Linked DNA regions of Zea mays: regions 1, 3 and 4 are each linked to region 2. The links are chromatin contacts, called in public Hi-C maps. All regions are on one chromosome and are shown on one strand. The core of a region is the stretch at or near the end of the contact, and the rest is flanking DNA. Distances in the headings are between cores, read along the strand shown.

Region 1 (2,700 bases), core at 142-2,641, 160 kb after region 2:
CGGAGTTCGCCGTCTTCCGGGGCTTAGCCCGAGTCCGAGCCCTGGGTCGGGCGGAGCGGAGTTCGCCGTCTTCCGGGGCTTAGCCCGAGTCCGAGCCCTGGGTCGGGCGGAGCGGAGTTCGCCGTCTTCCGGGGCTTAGCCTGAGTCCGAGCCCTGGGTCGGGCGGAGCGGAGCTTCCTATGGCGCCTGCGGCCGGGCCTGACTGCCTGTCAGCCTCACTCTGTCAAGTGGCACCGCAGTCGGAGCGGTGCAGGCGGCGCTGTCTTTCTGTCAGGCCGGTCAGTGGAGCGGCGAAGTGACGGCGGTCACTTCGGCTCTGTCGATTGAAGGGCGCACGTCAGGATAAAGGTGTCAGGCCACCTTTGCATTAAATGCTCATGCGATTTGGTCGGTCGGCGTGGCGATTTGGTCAGGGTTGCTTCTTGGCGAAGACATGGCCTCGGGCGAGCCGGAGATATGTTCGCCGCTAGAGGGGGGCCTCGGGCGAGGCGGAGATCCTTCGGGTTCGGCTGCCCTTGTCCGAGGCTAGGCTCGGGCGAGGCGTGATCGAGTCCCTCGAATGGACCGATCCCTCACTTAATCGCACCCATCAGGCCTTTGCAGCTTTATGCTGATGGGGGTTACCAGCTGAGAATTAGGAGCCTTGAGGGTACCCCTAATTATGGTCCCCGACAAGAGCGCATCCAGTTTTTATTGATGCCTGACTTTAGCAATCACTCCGTATTTTGATCTATCATTTTTATAAGTTTGACTTTATGGGACTTATTTTAGAAACTTGATCTCACAAACTTTCTCTTATTTGATCTCTGTATGATGGAATTATGTCATTTTATAATCTCTGTTCATTCAGTCAATCGTTGTGAACTCTCTTCTAATCGCTCACTTCATTGACCGTGTTGTACCAAGACATATTTGCATGGAGTAAACAATAACATCAGTTAGCCAAATCAAAAATATATTATACAGAGAGCGGAGACAATCAATAAAAAATCTTGAATTTTTTATGGATAGTTTACGTGGGTATTATTGTAAGCCATCGCAACGCACGGGCAACCGACTAGTACACTTTAAATGTTTGATAACTACTTGTCGTCTTCAGCTTTTTTAGGATCACTTGTCATCCTTACTTACAAAACGGAAATGCTTTACGTACAAGCCATTGAATTACGATCAACATTAATCTACGGCTGTTGGTGTCGCTTATTTTAAATTAATGAATTATGAATAATTAAACAATCTTAGTCCTATAAAAGTCTACTGCTACAGTTATATGTGTAGCAAGCAGCAGCGCTCTTTACAAAACTACAATTCTTTTTGGACGTGTATCTTCTGTGATAAAAGCCCGTTCAGGAATTAACACCCAGTTGTTTTAGCGTGGCGTTATGGGCTGGCCCGCGAAGAAATTTGGTCCATCGATATGCACGAGGCCTATCTGATCCTCCTACCAGGCAATCTTTTTCCTCCCCAATGCCGCCGCCGTTTCCGCCGTCTACCCTTCCGCCGCGTCTCCTCGCCGGCGGCGACCACCACCCGCCCCCGACCTCCGCCTCCTCCCCGGAACACCCCTTCCTCTCCGCGCATCTCGTCCTCCCCTCCCCGTCTCCGTCCCCCGCCGATTTCTCCTCGCCGCACCTACCCCTCGCTCTCGCCTTCGCCTTCCTCACCGAGCCTTCCCCGCTCCCGCGGCGTCTCCTTGTCGTCCTCCACGCCGCCGGCGCACGCTTCCCCGCCTTCTACCATGCCTTCGCGTCCGCTCTCCACTCCCTTCCCTTCCCTCTCCTCCTCCCCCACCCGCGCACCCGCCTCCTCCTCGCCGCCTCGGAGCTCGCCCGCGCGACGGCGCCGGGGTTCGCGCCCCTCCTCGCCTCCCTCCTCCGCCGCGTGCCGTTCCCCGGGGACGCCTGCTTGCTCGATGTCTTGCACGAGCACGCCTCGTTTATTGCCGACGAAGAGCCCCAGCTCCTCGCCACCGCCGTGTACGCCTTCCTCCGACTCCTTTCCAGAAACCGCTTCGTTTCGGCCTCAGGTAGCGTCGAGTTGAAGGATTGCGAGGAGTGCAAGGGTGCCAAAAACCTGCAAGAATGCAGGGCAAAGCTGGTGTCTTTCTGCATCTCCATGCTGCAGGATCACTTCCAAGTGTGCGCACTGCTCGGAAGGGACCTTGTAAGGTCGCTCCACGAGCTGGCGCTGGTGCCGGAGTTCCAGGTGTTGTGGCGAGACTTGATACTTGACCATGCTGCCAATGTCTGTCGGATCGGCACACCCCGTTGGTGCACTGTCGTTTCCATCACGTCAGAGATGGAGACGCAGCTCTTGTTCATGATGAACAATGTGAAGTGGGGGGATCAGAAGAGGTACCAGCTGTGGTTCGCAAGGAAGCACCTGATGGTGCCTGGAGGGGAGGAGAGGATCCCCGACATTGTAAGGTTCATATGCTGCGGGCACCACCCGACCAACGAGGTCATGAAATCTGGTGTCATTGCTCGCTGGGCGGTTGTAGGTTGGCTGCTGACGAGTTGCAGCAAGGGTTATGTTGTGGCGAATGTGAAGCTGGCGCTGTTCTATGACTGGTTGTTCTTCGAGGACGGGATGGGTAGTGTCATGAATATTGAACCTGCTATGCTCCTGATGGTGAATTCAGTGTCTCAGTACGCTGATATCACGAACATGCTGCTTGAGTTCTTGTTTCTTCTGATTGAC
Region 2 (2,700 bases), core at 176-2,675:
TGATTAAGCTGAGACCGGGCGGGTGACTTGCACGAGAAAGGAGTCTTGGTGTAGTGTCTCCGTCTGAGTCGATTAAGGACCGTGTCGATGTAGGCTTGATGACCGAGGACCCTTTAACTGGTCACATGCCTCGTCATGGGTAAGCCTTGCCTCGGGCAGACTAAGGCCAGAATAAGATAACACGAAATGGGCGTGGAGCGGTGGCGGGAGTAGCGTGTACCCTCCGTGGCAAGAGGCTGGACGGTGGTGTATCTGTGCTCTCAGTTTGCGTGAACCTGATCTGGTCTTAAGAACCCCGGTGGCGGGTTGACATATGCAAGGGTTAAGTGCTACATATGTCGTGTGATTGGAGATCCTCAGCTGAGTATAATCGATTCGGATCGCCGTACCTTCGCGGTTATGAAGACTTGGTCACTGACTTACACGTAGCAATCCACTAAAGATGATGGTTTGTTAAGAAATTGGCTAATGCAGGACAAGTGATTGAACTAGGGTAGAAAAAACTCTAGTTGCAGGTAATTTTACTTAACCTGACAAATAAAACTGGATTTTTAAGGATCCACTTTAGTAATCATTTCTACAAAACAGAGTCTTTGATTATTGAAAGTCTTACCTTGACTCCCTTATAACCAGCATACCCTTGAGAGTCTTTTCTTTAGTCGGGTAAGACTTGCTGAGTAATTCCATACTCAGGGTTTATTCCCCCGTTGTTTTTAGGTGAGGAAGCGACAAATTTTTGTTGCTTCTGCTCTAAGATGGTGCCAAAAGAAGAACGCAAGGAATGAAGTGCGGGAGGAAAGGATCCTCCATATAGAACTTTTATATAAGAACTTATCGGGAGGAGTTTTTACCTCCCTTGGTATGTGTAATAATATTACTCTGCACTCATACGATAACTCTGGTCTGTAATAAGTAACTTGATCTTACTTTCTAAATAAATGTAAGTTTATGTAATCGCTTCCGCATTTCTATATCTCCGATGTTCTGTAATGTCTGCAAGACGGGTGAAACGTTCCTGGAAAGGTAAGAAAGAAGATACCGAGCTTGTCGAGTGATTCAGGAACATCTACAGGGTTGTCTGATGTCTATTGGACAAGTACAGCTGTAGGTGAACCTAATTACTTTGGAGGTTCCGTCACACTCTGCCTCTCTCTGTCTGAATAAAGCTCGCTCGATATGAAATATAGCCCAGCCCAGTCCTTTCTCTCTAGTACGCAAGAGACCCAACATTTACGACCCACACCGATTAGGCCCGTTCTTTTCGCGGCCCATTTGAGAGAGACGCTCACCACTCACGCGGCACACCGCACACGCTGGTCCTAATTCTGACCGTTGCAACTCCAAAATCCAAATCTGCCGCCCGGTTTCATAGCCACCTCCAACGTCTCCTTCGCCGGCGCTCATCCCCCCTACACATCCCCCTCCCCGTTCTTCTCCAAGGCTTCAAACTCGCAGAGATTCGCAGTCTGCACTACGTCTCCTTGACCTCAGCAGCGGCCACACAGCCACGCGCACCGAGAGAAGAGAGATTCCCCACGGCATGGCGGCGGCGGACGGGGACGCCTTGATCGCGGCGTTTGCGGTGTCCAAGGGCGGCATCGTGCTCAAGCACATTTTCCTCAACGCACCACCGCCGGAGGCGATGTGCGGGTCCGGCGGAAGAGAAGTGGAGAGTGATGAGGAGGACCCGCCGGTGATGGTGGGTCGGCACCCCGACTGCCACGTGCTCGTCGACCACCCCAGCGTCAGCCGCTTCCACCTCGAGCTACGGTGCCGACGTCGACAGAGTCTCATCACCGTCACCGACCTCCACTCCGGTGAGACGCCAGCCTCTGTTACCTTTTCCCCTTCCTCTGCATCCTCGTAATGTGTTCGTGATAGCGGCGCTAACAGGATTGGTCCGATCCCGCGGACTGATCTGGCCTGTTAGTCTACATTTCAATTGATTCGTGCTCGTTCAACTGTGGCGTATTCTATTTAGGGATTTCACTAGAACTTCAATGCGTTGTTGGACTTGGATCATCTCCAGACGGGATCAATGCTGCCTTCATCATTGCGGATTTGGGATCAGATTTTTTCCCCCATCGAAATTTCCTACAGAGTGTCGCAGTCTTCTAATTTTCGACTGAAACGATGTAGTGTCTCAGTCTTCTGTTTTTGGATTGAAATGACGTGGAAGTTAACTCGGCGTTTCCCATTCCTGGGGGTCTTCATTGATGCAGTGCACGGGACATGGGTTTCGGGGCGACGGATCCCACCCAACACGCCAGTGGATCTCGCTACCGGTGACACGCTGCGGCTCGGGGCCTCTAAGAGGGAGTATAAGCTGCTCTGGCTGTCGCTTCGTGAGGCATTTGAGATGGACGATCTGATGTATATGCCATCGCTGCCTGAGGAGGACAAAGAGGAGCCATATGTTAAGGTAGCAACTATCTAATTCTCGTTTATATGCTCGTAGAATAAGTTTCTATGTTGTTTTGGCACTCGGTGCCGTTTCTTTGTGGTTTAGTGTTTGATGAAATGCGCAGGAACCAAGCAGCAAGTTATTGCCTGGGCACAGGGATTCAGTGAACATGGAGACCCATCAGGTTTGTTCACAGCAAACCAGTATTACTGACTACTGGAAACATTCTATGAAATGCTTATCAGTATCTTTAGAGCTGCAATCCATGTTTATTGACTTCATAGCCTGAAACTGCA
Region 3 (2,717 bases), core at 177-2,676, 260 kb before region 2:
AGACCACGTATGGCGGTGAGTCATTAGTGGAGGTTTTTGCAAATAATTATTACCATCACTGGTAGAAGAAAGTTACCGGTGGCAAGATTTTTTAGTTTGGCACGTGCAAGTTCACACTAAGGACCGGGAAGACTTCAGGCAAAGTCGTGAAACTTGTGCCATGCGCCAATAACAAGTGGGGAACATGTGTGATTTTTGGCTTTATGTGGCGATGGAGGACACGAAGGGGGTTTCGCGGATGCCTCCGACCATCCTGTGCTCGCACTTCTACGTCGCCTTCCCCCAGTTTAAAGTAAAAAGGGAATGTAAATGAGGACGCCCTTCGTTGTGCGTCGAAAATGAGCAATACCGCGATTTGGTAGAAGAGTTCATCGCTTGTGGCATGTGGATGCTAGGCAAGACAGGGAGGTGGGCGAGGTGAAGATACAATCAATGCTGTTTTTGAAGAACCTGTTGATGTTGAGACCAGCCTTCACCATGGAATTGCAGGGACGGGATGCTGTGGCGTTCTTTAGGGAGGTGGAGGCTGAGGCGGTAAAGATTGTTGGCAAGTATTCGTTGAAGAAGGAGATGTTGAGGAGCTAGGACATTCGAGGCTCAAATGTTCGGTTGAATCGCGTGTTCGAATTGAACGGCCTCCGCAATGGCCTGTATCCTGAGGAGGGCTTCGCTGATGTTGTAGACGCCGACAAGTGCAAAAAGAAACGCAGGGTGAAACATGGTGCGGTAGATGAGGGGTGTTTCAAGGGGAAGATGTAACACCCAAAATACTATTTTGGGATTTACAAAAGATTAAGGTGTCCCTACTAAGGATTTCTCTCCCTTTGAAATATTTTACCCTAAAATGAATAAATAAGTAATATTAGAATATTGGTAGTTCAAGAGTTAGAGTTAGAACTATAAGTTGAGTTAAAACAGAAAACATAAGAAATAAAAGAAAGACTTTCAATTGATTTATTAGAGTAGATTATTTTCTTGACGAACCATATAACTAGGAGTACTTTAAAAACATATCTAAATTGAAGATTATATATTAACTTCTCCTAAAGGGCCTAAGTATTGAATATTAAATTTTGAATAGACTTTAAATTGGGATATACGTTTAAGAATGACAAGTTCCTAACATGAATAATGTATGTGTGCATATTTTATATTTGAAGCATTTGGCCTAAATAAACAAGTAAGCTAATAAATAAACAACAAATAAATAAAGTAACTTCTTGCATCATGTTGGGATTATTTTTGTTTATTGCATCTAATTTGGAGTTGGAACTATATAAAAAAACTAAAATGAAATAAAAAGAAAATAAAGGAAAGAAACAATAAAAAAGGAGATTCATACCTGCGATGGGTCGAATACTTACCTGCCCGGCCCACTCCTTTCCTTCGGAACCGGCCCATCCAACCTCAGGTGCCAGCCCATATATGTGGACATGCGCTGATAGGCGGGCCTCCCATCGCCCACGCATGAGCACCTGAAGACGCTGGCTCACGGGACCCTTTGGTCAGCACTGTCATCCTCCTCGAAACCAGCTCTATGGCGCCCGCAGGGATAAACTCGATCACAGATTATGCGCAACAGAATCCACAACAAACTCCCGCTGCGAATGTGTACCTCGGCCTCCCCCTGGTTCGAAGTATAAATCCCAGGCATCCCGCACCCTTGACACCAACTGAAAGTCTTCGGAGCGAGCAGGGAGCATGTCGTAGCCAAGAGAGCGCAATGAGGAGAGCCTCTGCACCACCAAATCGACTATGTTCGGGCTCTGGGGATGGCAAAGAAGCTTCACAAGATCGCAAGGAACATTCCCATGGCCTCTTTGGGCAGAATCATGGGTGGGAGCATCGGCGATTGCTCGCCGAACTTTCGTCACCACCACGGTAATGCACATCGCAGTGACCGAGGACCTCCAAGCTACGATCTCCGATAAGATCACCCTCCCGAGATTCTCTTTACCCTTCTCTTCGAGTAGATACTACCATAGTAGAGAACCATGCACCAGTGTGTCGGGTCGGTGAACACCGACAGGATCGCCACCGTGGTACCGCGACTGTTGGTCACTTGTTTTCAAATGCTATAAATCGAGAATAAGGCAACATAACTGTTAAGTATTAAAAGAACTTCGCTTTCGAAGCATTATCTCCTCATGGACATAATGATCATTAGACGAGGGTTATGAAGGACATGCCTTCATCATCTTACAGATAAACAATAATGTAAAGAGATAAACACAAAAAATATAACTCATTGATTCATTGATATTTGCATTCCATAAGACATGTATAAATATCAATACAATTAATATAACATTGATACCTCCTGCTTGCTCGAAGGTGAAGACGCGAGAGAGTGATTATAATCCAGCGTGAACAGTATAGTGCTACTATTCACCTATTTATATGCATGGGACGCAGCCCAGGTAAAAATACATTTATGTCCCTGACATTCACTTATGATCGAAATATAAATCATTAAGGACTAAATAGTCTTTTTCCCTTTCGGCTAGCATCATCTTCAAACTTCATCACCATTACAAGCTGAAGTTATCACTCTAGGAATAGCTTCGGCGTTTATTCTTATCATCCTAAGATCATTTCTTCATATCGTAGGCCTTCACCATGAGGGAAAGACTTCCGTTCTGAAGACGAACCTCCCTGTAATAGCTTATTCTAAAAGCAAACGGTTAATTATGTTTTTGAGGACCTTCGGAAGAGGA
Region 4 (2,700 bases), core at 163-2,662, 160 kb before region 2:
AACCAGAGAAGAAGTGGTGCTGCGATTGTGGGGTTCTTGTCGTGTTGATTGGAAGCCGGATCGTCTGTGTGACATCTCCACCAAATCGATAGTTATCTTCACCTGACGGAAGATCGGGCACCCCCGTTCCTATCACCCCAAGCACAATTTGCACATCAGATGCCCACGTGAGGTAGTTTTGGCCATGCGGGGCCAACACCTCAAATTCACGGCTCACAATACCAGTCATCTACATGTGATAAATTTCATAATTAGATTACTTCTTGTAATCATTTCATAAAATGAAGTGAATAATTGCAAAAATAAATAAATAAATATAATAATAATAATTCAAATAAATGGTGCAATATATAGATTTAATTGCACAAGTAGATAAATTTCTGGTGTTTAACTTTATATTATTTCAGGAAAAATACAGAAAACTGGAATGTATTAGTATGCAATATTAATACAGTTCAATTATAATTTCGTGGAAAAAATACGGAAAACTGAAATGTATTAGTATGCAATATTAATACAGTTCAGTTGACTATCTACAAACGCTTGACGCGTGCGTGCAGTGTGGCAGGAGTTATATGCATAAAAAATCGAGTTAGACGCATGCTGCTGCTTAAAACAGTGGTTCCATCTTGCATGCAACCTCTTCCCCTTCTTTTTTTATAGGAGTTGGTGCTTATACAACCATGCCTTGAGTCTTGGGCCCTAACATGCATGTGGAGGCGCATGCGTTTACATTTTTTTCGTCTAATGCATTTAAAGTGGGCGGTGCACGCGTGTTAGGACTCTTCCTATACCCAACGTCTCCATGCTCCTTTATCTTTCTTTTTTTTAACTTTCTTCTTTGCGCTCGGCTGATGTCTAGTCGAAGCGACTGGCGGCTTTGCATCAGTGGCGCTGCGGTGGTACCAGGCGACTGTGCAACAACGGCGATGTGATGGCTCGTCCGTGCTCGCGTGGCCCATGCGGCGGCAGCCTGCACGCCCACGCCTGTGTGGTTGCAGCGGTGGTTGTGCTCACCTGTGTTCGCGCTTGCCGGAGCAGCGAGGTCACAGAGGATGTGTGCGTTTACGTGTGCGGCGAAGGCATCGATGCTAGTACTATTTCTGTTGCTTGTTTTTTTTCTTCTATCTGTTCTTTCATACACTAAAATAAAATATGTTTATCACACATGATTGATCGATGTGTACATCGGTGATTTTAAATCAGCAGCAATCATGTGTGCATCCCATTGGTTTCGTGCCGACGATAGAATCTGCTAGGGGATGTATTTGTTTGTGCTCGAATAGAGAATAAAAATAGAACTTCTTGAACATAATGCATAAAATATATAAGTTTAGTACCTTTATTTTTTTTACTTCCTTTTCTTGCTCTCCTTTGTAGAGCCAGGTGCTGATAACGTGTTCCGTCCCCCAGATCCGATCCCCCTCCCCTTCCCTCCCTCGAGGAGGCCAGGCCAGATCCACGGGCCTCGCAGATCTGGCGGCCATGGAGAAGGCGTGCACATTGCTAGTGTACTTCGATAAGGGCTCGCCGTCCATGGCGAACGAGATCAAGGCGGAGCTCGAGTCCGGCGACGGACCCGCCAAGGCCGACGCCATGCGCCGCGCCATCTTGCTCCTCCTCAACGGCGAGTCCCTACCGCACCTCTTCATCACCGTCGTCCGCTACGTGCAGTCCTGCGACGACCACGCTGTCCAGAAGCTGCTCCTCCTCTACCTCGAGACCGTCGACAAGCGCAACGCTGCCACGGGAAAGATCCTCCCGGAGATGATCCTCATCTGCCAAAATCTCCGCAACAACCTGCAGAGCCCTAACGAGTACATCCGCGGCGTCACGCTGCGGTTCCTCTGCCGGCTCACCGAGCCCGAGCTGCTCGAGCCGCTCGTCCCCTCCATCCTCGCCAACCTCGAGCACCGACACCACTTCGTGCGCCGCCACGCGCTCTCCGCTATCTCGGCCATCTACAGCCTCCAGCAGGGGGACCAGCTCATCCCCGACGCGCCGGAGCTCGTCGAGCGCGCGCTTGCCTCCGAACAGGACCCCGCCGCGCGCAGGAACGCGTTCCTCATGCTCTTGGCTGCTGGGCAGGACCGCGCCGTGGGCTACCTCTTCAACAACGCCGACCGCGTCGCGGAGTGGCCCGATCTGCTGCAGATGGCCGCCGTCGACCTCATCCGCAAGGTCTGCCGCTCCAAGGGCCGTGCCGACAAGGGCAGGTATATCAGGGTCATCATCTCCCTCCTCTCAGCGTCCAGCGCGGCTGTCGTGTACGAGGGCGCGGGGGCGCTCGTGTCCCTCTCCTCTGCGCCCACGGCTGTGCGGGCCGCCGCCAATACATACTGCCAGCTGCTATCCTCGCAGAGCGACAACAATGTGAAGCTCATCGTCCTGGACCGCCTGCACGAGCTATGCTCCTCTCACAGGGAGGTGATGGTGGATATGGTCATGGATGTGCTGCGCGCGCTCGCTAGCCCCAATGTGGATGTCAGGAGAAAGGTTCTGGATTTAGTCCTGGATCTACTCACCCTGAGAAATGTTGAGGAGGTGGTGCTCTACCTCAAGAAGGAGGTGGTTAAGACACAGGCTGCTGAGGTGAAGGGTGATGAATACCGCCAGATGCTAGTGCAGGCCATCCATAACTGTGCCAAGAAGTACCCAGAGGTGGCTGCATTGGTTGTACACCTTCTCATGGACTTCCTT

What was found. A called contact is a pair of places that touch in the nucleus more often than the background predicts.
Region 1: a contact with region 2 is called in a Hi-C map of endosperm, with 2.6 times the contacts expected there. The contact joins the promoter of LOC103647022 here to the promoter of LOC100381618 in region 2. A contact is called at or near these places in 4 of 25 Hi-C or Micro-C datasets (bundle sheath, ear, endosperm and 1 more).
Region 3: a Hi-C map of ear shows a contact between it and region 2, with 2.4 times the contacts expected there. The contact joins the enhancer-like site here to the promoter of LOC100381618 in region 2. A contact is called at or near these places in 3 of 25 Hi-C or Micro-C datasets (ear, leaf and tassel).
Region 4: a contact with region 2 is called in a Hi-C map of leaf, with 7 times the contacts expected there. The contact joins the promoter of LOC100384159 here to the promoter of LOC100381618 in region 2. A contact is called at or near these places in 7 of 25 Hi-C or Micro-C datasets (bundle sheath, ear, endosperm and 3 more) and 1 of 3 datasets of contacts at active chromatin or transcription factors (leaf).

The regions. Positions count from the first base shown.
Region 1 is chr2:140,249,284-140,251,983 of Zm-B73-REFERENCE-NAM-5.0, forward strand. LOC103647022 (integrator complex subunit 3) reads left to right here and starts at 1,392. Exons shown (of 1, transcript XM_008671595.3): 1 at 1,392-2,700. The coding sequence starts at 1,468.
Region 2 is chr2:140,091,070-140,093,769 of Zm-B73-REFERENCE-NAM-5.0, forward strand. It overlaps LOC100381618, which reads left to right and starts at 1,426. Exons shown (of 7, transcript NM_001361457.1): 1 at 1,426-1,817; 2 at 2,223-2,422; 3 at 2,529-2,588. The coding sequence starts at 1,541.
Region 3 is chr2:139,835,360-139,838,076 of Zm-B73-REFERENCE-NAM-5.0, forward strand. No RefSeq gene overlaps it. Among protein-coding and RNA genes, the nearest start is that of LOC103647017, 47 kb to the left of the region's middle. Within about 2 kb of position 1,427, at least 13 of the 20 cell types and tissues checked have an H3K27ac peak or open chromatin away from gene starts, as enhancers often do. A contact at or near this core is called in ear, leaf and tassel, where this site is marked.
Region 4 is chr2:139,934,845-139,937,544 of Zm-B73-REFERENCE-NAM-5.0, forward strand. LOC100384159 (Coatomer subunit beta-1) reads left to right here and starts at 1,413. Exons shown (of 4, transcript NM_001348131.1): 1 at 1,413-2,700. The coding sequence starts at 1,486.